3 separate regions of the Mus musculus genome follow, and all the other regions are linked to region 3. Evidence: chromatin contacts called from public Hi-C data. All regions are on one chromosome and are shown on one strand. The core of a region is the stretch at or near the end of the contact, and the rest is flanking DNA. Distances in the headings are between cores, read along the strand shown. Region 1 overlaps Plscr4 (phospholipid scramblase 4). Region 2 holds the start of Plscr4 (phospholipid scramblase 4). Region 3 has its middle 73 kb from the start of Plscr4.

What was found. Hi-C and Micro-C count contacts between places; a contact is called where the count stands out from the background.
Region 1: a Hi-C map of the 63-12 cell line shows a contact between it and region 3, with 2.4 times the contacts expected there. The contact joins two enhancer-like sites. A contact is called at or near these places in 1 of 15 datasets of contacts at CTCF or cohesin (CD8 T cells), 13 of 484 Hi-C or Micro-C datasets (the 63-12 cell line, the AML12 cell line, the C10 cell line and 10 more) and 1 of 115 datasets of contacts at active chromatin or transcription factors (CD8 T cells).
Region 2: a contact with region 3 is called in a Hi-C map of natural killer cells, with 3 times the contacts expected there. The contact joins the promoter of Plscr4 here to the enhancer-like site in region 3. A contact is called at or near these places in 7 of 39 promoter capture datasets (the 3T3-L1 cell line, 3T3-L1-derived adipocytes, the C10 cell line and 2 more), 2 of 15 datasets of contacts at CTCF or cohesin (the NIH/3T3 cell line and pro-B cells), 5 of 484 Hi-C or Micro-C datasets (natural killer cells, pancreatic cancer cells, uterus and 1 more), 3 of 115 datasets of contacts at active chromatin or transcription factors (the 230-238 cell line, effector CD8 T cells and embryonic stem cells) and 1 of 9 other capture datasets (liver).

Annotation. Positions count from the first base shown.
Region 1 is chr9:92,483,320-92,486,600 of GRCm38.p6, forward strand. It overlaps Plscr4 (phospholipid scramblase 4), which reads left to right. Exons shown (of 9, transcript NM_178711.3): 5 at 502-544; 6 at 1,401-1,627. Among named protein-coding and RNA genes, the nearest start is that of Plscr4, 28 kb to the left of the region's middle. Within about 2 kb of position 1,767, at least 11 of the 459 cell types and tissues checked have an H3K27ac peak or open chromatin away from gene starts, as enhancers often do. A contact at or near this core is called in the 63-12 cell line and the HPC-7 cell line, where this site is marked.
Region 2 is chr9:92,455,465-92,458,659 of GRCm38.p6, forward strand. Plscr4 (phospholipid scramblase 4) reads left to right here and starts at 1,914. Exons shown (of 9, transcript NM_178711.3): 1 at 1,914-2,461.
Region 3 is chr9:92,382,873-92,386,029 of GRCm38.p6, forward strand. No RefSeq gene overlaps it. Among named protein-coding and RNA genes, the nearest start is that of Plscr4, 73 kb to the right of the region's middle. Within about 2 kb of position 1,864, at least 64 of the 459 cell types and tissues checked have an H3K27ac peak or open chromatin away from gene starts, as enhancers often do. A contact at or near this core is called in the 230-238 cell line, the 63-12 cell line, the HPC-7 cell line and 4 more, where this site is marked.

The DNA of each region.
Region 1 (3,281 bases), core at 517-3,016, 100 kb after region 3:
AAACTTTATATGCCCAAGTACAGGGGAATGCCAGGGCCAAAAAATGGGAATGGGTGGGTAGGGAAGTGGGGGTGGGGGAGAGTATGGGGGACTTTTGGGATAGCATTCTAAATGTAATTGAGGAAAATACGTAATAATAAAAAATATTTTAAAAAAAAAAGAAAAGAAAAACAGCTGGGCAATGGTGGCGCACGCCCTCAATCCCAGCACTTAGGAGGCAGAAACTGGCAAGTTTCTGAATTCGAGTCCAGCCTGGTCTACAGAGTGAGTTCCAGGACAATCAGGGATATACAGAGAAACCATGTCTCGAAAAAAGGAGAAAAAAGAAAAAGAAAAAATGAAAAACAAAATAAGAAGAGAAAACTAGACAAAGAGAGAGGATCATAGAATGTTCAGTCCATGGCTCCCTCTCAACATCTCAGACTCTCTTTAACACCCCTGAACCCCAAGCACATAATTCTGTCTTTCTGTCTTCTAATTGCTTTTGTTCTGTCCCCACAGTTGGACAACATACACGTTCTTCAGCATGTTGAGCCTCTGGAACGTATGTATAACTTTGTCCTGATTCACATTGTGTTTTGATTAGAGGTATTTTAATCAGATGGAAATTTGTATTACTTCATACCTAGTCCCTCATTTTATGTTGATGGCCTTTTCTAGTGATTCAGAGAGAGAAGACTATTCTCTGTTACTTTATATTCATAAAAGCAGTAGAGTGAATTATTATATAGAGTCTTATCTATTGCTATTCCATGCACTGATGATCTTTCATCTATGGACCCCTGGAAAGACGATCATAGTCAGGTGGCTTGGTTCTCAGCTCCCTGCAGGTCCCTTGTGCTCAAGGTAGGAGCTGGCTTTGGTCATTCTGAATTTATTTTCGTATTCACAAGTACCATGTCTCCAGTCATTTTGTCCATTTCATGAGCTGATTAAATCATAGTCTGATGTGTGATTCGTTAAACTGGTTTTATTATTAACATTTTCTGGATTCCAATATTTCAGGAACATTGTATTATCTATTACTTTTATGTGGGAAAACTGTGAAAATAATTTCATAAACCTAGCAAATGTTTGACATTTTGAGAATGCTTAATGGCTCACATGGTTGTATTTCACCTTTTCACCTGAAATTTTTAAAAATCTTTTTGGCTTTCAGCTCCAATCATACTACTATCACCACTACTACCACAAGTACTACAACTACTACTTCTCCTCCTCCTCTGTCTCCTTCGTCGTCTTTGTCGTCGTCTTCATTGTCGTCTTCATCGTTTTCATTGTCCTCCTTCTCTTCATCCTTCTTCTCCTTCCTTTATCTTCTTTCATTAAATAACGAAGGCTGTCTGAAGCCTGTCTCAGCTGGTTCTAACTTAAGATCCTTTTCTCATTCTAACTTTTAGTGATGACACGTTTTGAAACTAATAATAGATATGACATCAAGAACAACATAGACCAGATGGTCTATATCGTAACTGAAGACACAGATGACTTTACCAGGAATGCCTATCGGAACCTACGACCCTTTGTGCTCCGGGTCACTGACTGCCTGGGCCGAGAGATCATGACCATGCAGAGGCCTTTCCGATGCACCTGCTGTTGCTTCTGCTGCCCCTGTGCAAGACAAGAGGTCAGAGACCAGGGGTGGGATTCAGAGTTGCTTCCTGATCTGCCCTTGACACAATGGTTGGTCTTCTTCCTAAACATGAAGGAAAGCTTTCTAGCCCTACTGCTCAGAATGAAACTGAAACTAGGGGAGAGGAAGGAAGCTTAATTATATCACAAGACAGACCTTAACAGTTTTCCTCTCCTTATGTGCTAGATAGGTGGCAGGGCTGGGGTGGGAGCATCAAGTACAACTTGAGGCTGCTTTGGCAGTAGTTACTTTCTGATGAATTAGGTACTTATAGGGAAGGACAGTAATCATATGTTATACAATGGTATCAACATATTCCACAGATGACAAATGGGGAAGGACTTTTGATTGCAGGAGCCAATCACAGCCTACAGTTTTCTGCAAAAAAAAAAAAAAAAAAAAAAAAAAAAAAAAAGTCTTAAAAGTAGATGTAATGCCATCCAGAAGTACCCTGAAGATGGTAGAGTTAGACATACAGTGTGCATGCGCTGTGTTGTGGTTTGGTCTTTCTCGTGTGCCATAACGCAGGTCCAGAAAAAAGAATTGTTGCAGAAAACAAGCAAGCAATCAAGAAAAAAACAATAACAAACTTGTACATGTGTCCCAGTCTCTGTGAGGCCATGTGTCCTGAAGATGCTGTTCCCTTAGAGTCATTTATCACTCTTGGTTCTTAGAACATTTCTACCTCCTCTTCTGCATAGATCCTAAGACCTGAGATTGTAGGTGTAGATGGAGACATTCCATTTAGAGCTGAATGAACCCACATCCTTATCTCTGTATATTGGCCACTTGTGGGTCTCTGTGTTATTTCCCATCTGCTTCAAGAAGCTTTTCTGATGAGGGTCAAGTGAAGCGATGGGTATAGCAATAGGTCACTGAGAGTCATTTTATTGCTATGTTCTGTTAGCTCAGTAATAGTAGATTTTCTTCTATAAGCATGACCCGGGTTCTTGGCCACTTGAAATGGATCATGAAATATAATCACTGGTCATGAAGTATGATCTTCTTAATGAGTTCTTGAATTCAGTTTCCAGTATTTTCCTGAGAGGTTTCTGCCTAGTGTTCTGTGGGTTTCTTTTATGTTCTGCCATTATATGGTTTTGATACCAAGGGAACACACTACCTTTGCTCAGTTAATCTTGTTGGTTATTACTGTTCTGATTAAGTTATTTATATCTTCTTGATTTAATTTTTGCAGATGATATGCATTAAGCTGTTCGGAAAGTTTTCATAGCATTGCCTAAAGGTACTTTTGGATTACATTGGACTTTGTTTTAATTCCTCTCCCTTGTCTGTAATTTTGTTAAATTTTGCCCTCTTTTTATTTTGGCTCATGTGGCTAGGGATCTTTCAATCTTGTTCATCTTTTCAAAAATAAAGTATTTTAGTTGAGCTTGTGTATCTTTTTAAGTTATCAGTTTTCTGCCCTAATCTTTATAATTACTTACCATCTACCTCATTTTGACTGGGCTTGCTGTTAACTTTCCAGAACCTTTAAGTGACTCATTAGATTATTTGAGAGCTGACCTTTAACGGGGGCCTTCCCAGCTCCAACATTTCCCTTAGAACTGCCCCGTCTGCGTCCTGGTTATTTGAGAAGCTTTGTTGTTATTTCAACTTGAATGTATTATTATTTCAAGTTTCTCCT
Region 2 (3,195 bases), core at 664-3,163, 73 kb after region 3:
CTCTTCCTCTCCCACTCCCTCCATCCCTTCCTCCATCTATCCATCCTTCCTCCCTACCTCTCCTTTCTCCCTCCCTCTTACTGCCCTCCCTGCTCCAGTGTATCTTGGGAGGAGTAAGGGGGCCCATGTGATAGTTTAGTGCCATTATTTTATTAGAATTTAGAATTATGTAGGAGAAAATCCTAGGGTATATCTGTAAAGGATTGTAGCCTTGAACTGTGAACCAGAATAAGTCTTTTCTCCTTTAACTAGCATTTGCCAGAATACTTTATCATAGCAACAAGAAAAGAAACTCATAGAAAGAGAGGTGAATAGAATATAAATGGAATAGAACATGAAACCAGGAAGGGGCTGAGAGTGGGGTGGCTCTTGAGGACAAAGGGGACCACAAGAAGAGAGAAGGCAGAGGGTATGGGGAATGGGGAAAAGGAATGGGAAAGTGTAGTGGGAAGAAGCTTGGATAACAACCAAGTATATTGACACATATGTAAGAAGATGTCACAATGTAACCCTTTACTTTGTGTGTGTAAGTATCTGTTTTAAAAGTCAACATAATATACAGCATAAAATATGCTAAGATTTTAGAAAGGCTGTGGAATCATCTCAAAGGTTGTGCCAGAAAAGAAAAGCAGACTTAGAGGCTCAAGAGAACGGAAAAATACAGATACAAGCAAGCAAGCAAGCAAGCAAGCAAGCAAGCAAGCAAGCAAGCAAGCAAGCAAGCAAAACCAGTTAAGTCAAGAAATCACACGGGGCAGTGGTGGCATATACCTTTTATGCCAGCACTCGGGAGGCAGAGGCAGGCAGATTTCTAAGTTCCAGGCCAGCCTGGTCTACAGAGTGAGTTCCAGGACAGCCAAAGCTACACAGAGAAACCCTGTCTCGAAAAAAAAAAAAAAAAAAAAAAAAAAAACCAAACAAACAAAGAAAGAAAGAAATCACACACATGGGACACTATAAATGCTGCCTTTTTTTTTTTAATCTAAGTTTTGTCAAAACCCAAGTAACTGATGGCTGACCCAAATGCCATATTCTGTATAGTTTTACAGCTTGTGCGTTTGTGAACATTACAGTAAAAACACAGGATTGAGGAAATGGAACCTGGGGAAACTTTAATTTTACTGAACTGCTCCATTACTGACATTAAGACTGTTGTAAACACAACACAAAACACCTCTCCCTCCCCAAGAGTGTCAAAGAGACAGAGGCACGTTGCAGTAGGGATTCATAAAGAAAGTGTGTATCAGCCCCCACCCCCAAACCCTCAGGAATTCAGGCTGGACACCTGCTCTGGAAATGCAAAAGCCCATGAATTCTGCGGTGGCTCATGGCTCCTGAGTGCCTATGTGGTTGGCTCATAGCTCCTGAGTGCCTATGTGGTTGCTCTCATATATTTGATTTGTCTTCCAAGCAATGCTTCACAGACATGATTTTTTAAAATTTTATTTTAATTAGGTATTTTCTTCATTTACATTTCCAATGCTATCCCAAAAGTCCCCCATATATCCCCCCACCCACTCCCACTTCTTGGCCCTGCCGTTCCCCTGTACTGAGGCATATAAAATTTGCAAGACCAATGGGCCTCTCTTTCCACAGACATGTTTTGATCTTGAATGCTTTTGGTATCTCTCATGAGGCCAATCTAGATATTCACACTCACAAGCTCAATTTCTTGGTCCCTCTAACAAACTCAAACCATTACATCTCGCTAAGACTTTGATGTCAGTTTGTTTGTTTCATGCTTTCAATAAAAGGCTGTATTTCTTCATTTGAGAAGTATTCTTGGCAGATATTACCGACCAGAACATTATTAATTGTTAAATCTATTCTGACAAATCATGTGCGAGGGAAAATGGAAAATTCCAGAACTCCACCCCCATGTAAACTCCTCCCAGAGCGCAGCCTGCAAGGCCAAGTTCTCGGCAGCTTCTTCAGGTCAGGCTGTGCCCAGTTGTGGTTCTGAGTGAGGTCAAAGGACATTTGGTTCGTCCACTTCCTTCAGCTAACTGTACCGGACCGAACCACTTTAATTTGATAAAACTATGTGTGCCTGACAGCAGCAATTAACCAAGTAACCAAAGTCCTCTTTAGAGAGTCAGAAATCTTGAGCCTGCTTCTACCCCCACCAGCACCCCAGTCCTAGTCCCTCTCCCTCCCAGATCAAACTGGTCTCCTCCAGGGATGGGAATGAGAGCCGAGCAGTGAGGCTGGTAGACCAGCTGCTTCCCGCCACCAGCAGAGGAGCGGTTCGGAGCTCAACCCCGCGGGCTTCGCTGGCGCCCACAACTTGTTTACCCTGCGTTTGGCTAGGGTTCAGGACGCCGGCGCCCCACCCTGCAGGAAGCCCTCCCGGGAAGGCTCCCCCGGCTGCCCCGCGTGGATCGTCCCAGCTCCTCGGCGCCTCTCGCCTTCCCCCAGGCAGGACAGCGAGCTCAGCCGGCGACGCCTGCAGCTGCGGGCGGTGAGAGGGGCCAGCGGGGAGCGGGGGACCCTGGGAGATTAGGGGGATGCGGGATGGAGGGCGCGGGCTCCGTGACAGTGGAGGAGGCGGGGCAGCTCAGCCGCAGGTGGTTGCGCAACTTTCGCTTTGTGGAGCGGGGTGGGGTTTCTTGTGTTGGGGTCCGCTTGGTTTCCCCCGGCTCTTGATAGGACAATGGGGTGCTGGGTGAAGGCTCTATGGGAGCATCATTCGGCCCTGGTGACATGAACTCTCGAGGGTGCAGGCCCTTCCCAGGAGACCCTCTCCACACTTTTCCCTCTTGCACCAGTGGAGCCTGTCCCCTCCTTGCAGCTCTGTGGGTCTCTCCTAGGGCCTTGGGCATAGATGTTTTCAGATAACTTTGCAAGGTTTTACTGGCAGGGGCTAAAAGATAGAGACAAGTTTTTGTTTGTTTGTTTGTTTGTGTCCCCCCCCCCCATTACTTTACAGAGTACAATATTAGCCTTTTAGGACTTAGAATTTTATATCTTATATTGTGTGGATGTACCCACTTTTAAGAACCGCAGTATGTTTGCGCTTTTATTTTGTCTATAGTAGTTTAAGTGGAGCCAGCAAGAGTAACAGAAGTATATTATGAAGACATTATGCAGTAAGGTTGATTTCCAAGATACTTCTGGGATACAGATGTTACTGCAGAAGTAAACACACAACCTCCACCTTCCAGCTCCTTGTTATGGGAAATAAGGAAGCAAGGC
Region 3 (3,157 bases), core at 614-3,113:
AATCGTAGACAGAGGCAGGAGCGCTTCCTTACCTTAAGTAAGGTTTCTGATTAGATTCTGCTTCTAGGTTCTATTTTTCCAGTGTGCCTTAGTTAATGTTCGAGCTAAAAAGAGAGTATGTAACTTGTTAAATTAATGTCTTATGTGAGATAAAGTGAATAGCTATTAGCATAAATCTCTCCAGTAGAACTTGACAATAACCACTTATAATTACCTAACTGACTACAAATGTAGTTGTTGGGCTGTAGCTACATGAGGATTTTTTTTCTGTGTCTTTTCTTCATTTGATTTTTAAAAATACATGTCACTTATATAAGAATGTCTTATAGACACATGGACTTCTAGCATGACCCAAACACAATGAAGGAGTAAAGAAAGAAAGGACATTTTTAAGTGAGGAATTGACCAGGACAGAGCTCTATCCAGTTTCTAGACACTGAAAGACATGCCAGGTAATAAAACTGGCCATCCAGCCCCCAAACTACATACTCTGGTTGTGGAACAAATCCACAAAAATCAACACAGAAAGTGAATACCATGAAGGTTTGGTCCTCATTAGAGGACAGGAACTCAAGTGGCTGGAGAAGGAAATGTGGGGCAAGATAGGCAGTTTACACCTTTGCCCAAACAGTTGATGACAGAGATGGACTGTGTACCTATAGCCACTTACGTGGACCCATAGAGATGGAATATGAACTTGTGACCAATATCTAAGGGCACAGGGGCAAACTTGGAACGTGTTCTAAGGGGAATGACAACACAGAGACAGACTTGGCACTCCTGTCCTGTCCTCTTTCCTTCACTTTTTACCTCCCACTGTTAATGGCTAACCTAGATGTTGTCGGTCAGTTTTGTCTGACCCTGATCTTTCTCTACCTTCTTTTGAGAAAGGATCTCTAAAGCACACAGGTTGACCTTGGCCCTGAGTCTCCCTGCTTTAGTCTTCTACACACTGGGTTGCTGTAGGATGCCTGAATCCACTTCTACTTTTTACCCTTTTTTTTCCTAACTTCAGCTGGAACTGCCTTAGCCCCTTAAAGCTTCTGCCAGAAACTCAAAAACTCAATAAGATTACAGGACCAACATATCTGCCACTGAAATGTAAACCAATGCTCATTTCTAGTATGAACAATCCTAGGGCTTATATCCCACTGGTGACCATCATAGCCCAAACACATTCAAGATTCCCATCTCCTGTTAGTCTCTAAGCTACAAACTGATTAATCAACAACCCATTAATGAGGCTAGAACCCTCAAAATCTGATTACTATTCAAGAGTCCAACTACATTGCTACATTGGAATTCAATCTTCTAGCTCTTCGTGGAAGTGTCAGAGACAAACCACAACAAACCTCAAGACTTCAAGAATTGTAATCACTCATGCCCTTATGCTGCCTAAACGAAACAACAAAGTCTGGATGGTAGCACATCTGTTTGCTCATATTTATTTTTGAAATCTATTGCTCAGGGGAAAATACTTCTTTGAAAATATCACCACCAACTGACAATTCTCTTTGTTACTGAAGAACACAGACAGGGATCTATCATAAGGTTAATGTTTCCTGTGCTTTCTAAACAGCTTATGTTCTGTGGTCCACTGCTCCAAGGAGTAATTCTCTCGTTCACATCTGATGATTTAAGGAACACGTTTTGTTTGGCTTCAGCTGCCATAGAGAGTGAAACTTCTTAGAGCTTTGGGTAGCAGACTAGAATCTTCTGGAAATGACTCACTGCTCTTGACGCTGTTTTAAAACAGTTGTGGTTTGTGGTGTATCAAAATAATTGGTATTAACAGGAAGATGGAAGGAACTGTTTCCAACCCTATAGGGGCCAGCTTTTAATTACTGTGAAAAATATCAGAGAAAATCAACTTAAGGTCTACTTCCTCCAAACTGTCTCCACCTCCTAATAGCCCCTAGGCTGTGTACTGAGTTATTAGGTAACCCAATTAGAGCCCTCATAACCCAGTCACTATTCAGGGCCCCAACTCTGTAAAAGGCTATCTTAGAGTTCACACCTTCAACACAAGTTTTGAAATAAGTTTCAAAGACAAACTATAAAAAAACCTTGCTGGGCATGGTGGTGCACGCCTTTAATCCCAGCACTTGGGAGGCAGAGGCAGGCGGATTTGTGAGTTTGAGGCCAGCCTGGTCTACAAAATGAGTTCCAGGACAGCCAGGGCTATACAGAGAAACCCTGTCTCAAAACAAAAACAAAAACAAAAAAAAAAAAAACCCAAAAACAAAAAACAAAAACAACAACAACAACAAAAAAAAAACCCTCAAGACTGCAAAAAAGGAAATAACTAGAACTCTAACAAGGGACTCTAAACTTGGTGACTGCACAATAGCTCCATCTGAAACCCTTCCTCTGTATCTTTGTTGCCTCCACAAGTACATGACAACTTCTTGTCCAGTACTAGATCTGTAGGAGACAGGCTGTGGCTCTTTATGGCCCTGTTACTAATGCAGAACCATGTTCACTGGACTGAGTAACCCCACAGGCCAGATAGGCATCCCATGCACAAATAATGGAAATCTGTCTTTCAGTCTCCTCTGCCTGGAAAAGTCTTGGCCAACTCAGATTTTAAAACTCTTCCTCGAGCTTCATCTGAGGTAGATGTCTTGCTTCTTTTTATCTCTTCAGTCATCTCTGGGTAGATGTCAGCATCTCTCTATGGATCTGCACAGTCAGATAGTTCAGCTCTATCATCCACTGCTCTCATTAGCTTTTGATTGGTTTTGCATTAAATATACTGGATGTCAATTATTTTCTTTATTCTTGAGATTCAAGGAAACAACACAAAAGTTTACATAGTAAAAACCTTTGCTTACCTAAAAGCGCTCTGCTATTTTACACAAATTTGCTGGCCAGGAGTAGAAGCCATTTTCTCCTTGGCCCTGAAAAGTTGACTGGTGTTTTGAGGAAATGAAGAAAAAATTATATGTTTACACAGATACATTTACAAAAAAGCTGGGGTCAGGTGGGATTTGAGTCTGATGGAATGGCACCAACTACACAGCAACCCAGAACCTAAGTTTTTTAATTCTGTGTAGCACAGGCAGAAATTAGCTGTTCTCACTAGGAGGTCTATGTAGGTGAGCAGTCTCAGGCTATAAACTCCAGGAAGTATAAACTGCAGCTGTAGTATTTGCAC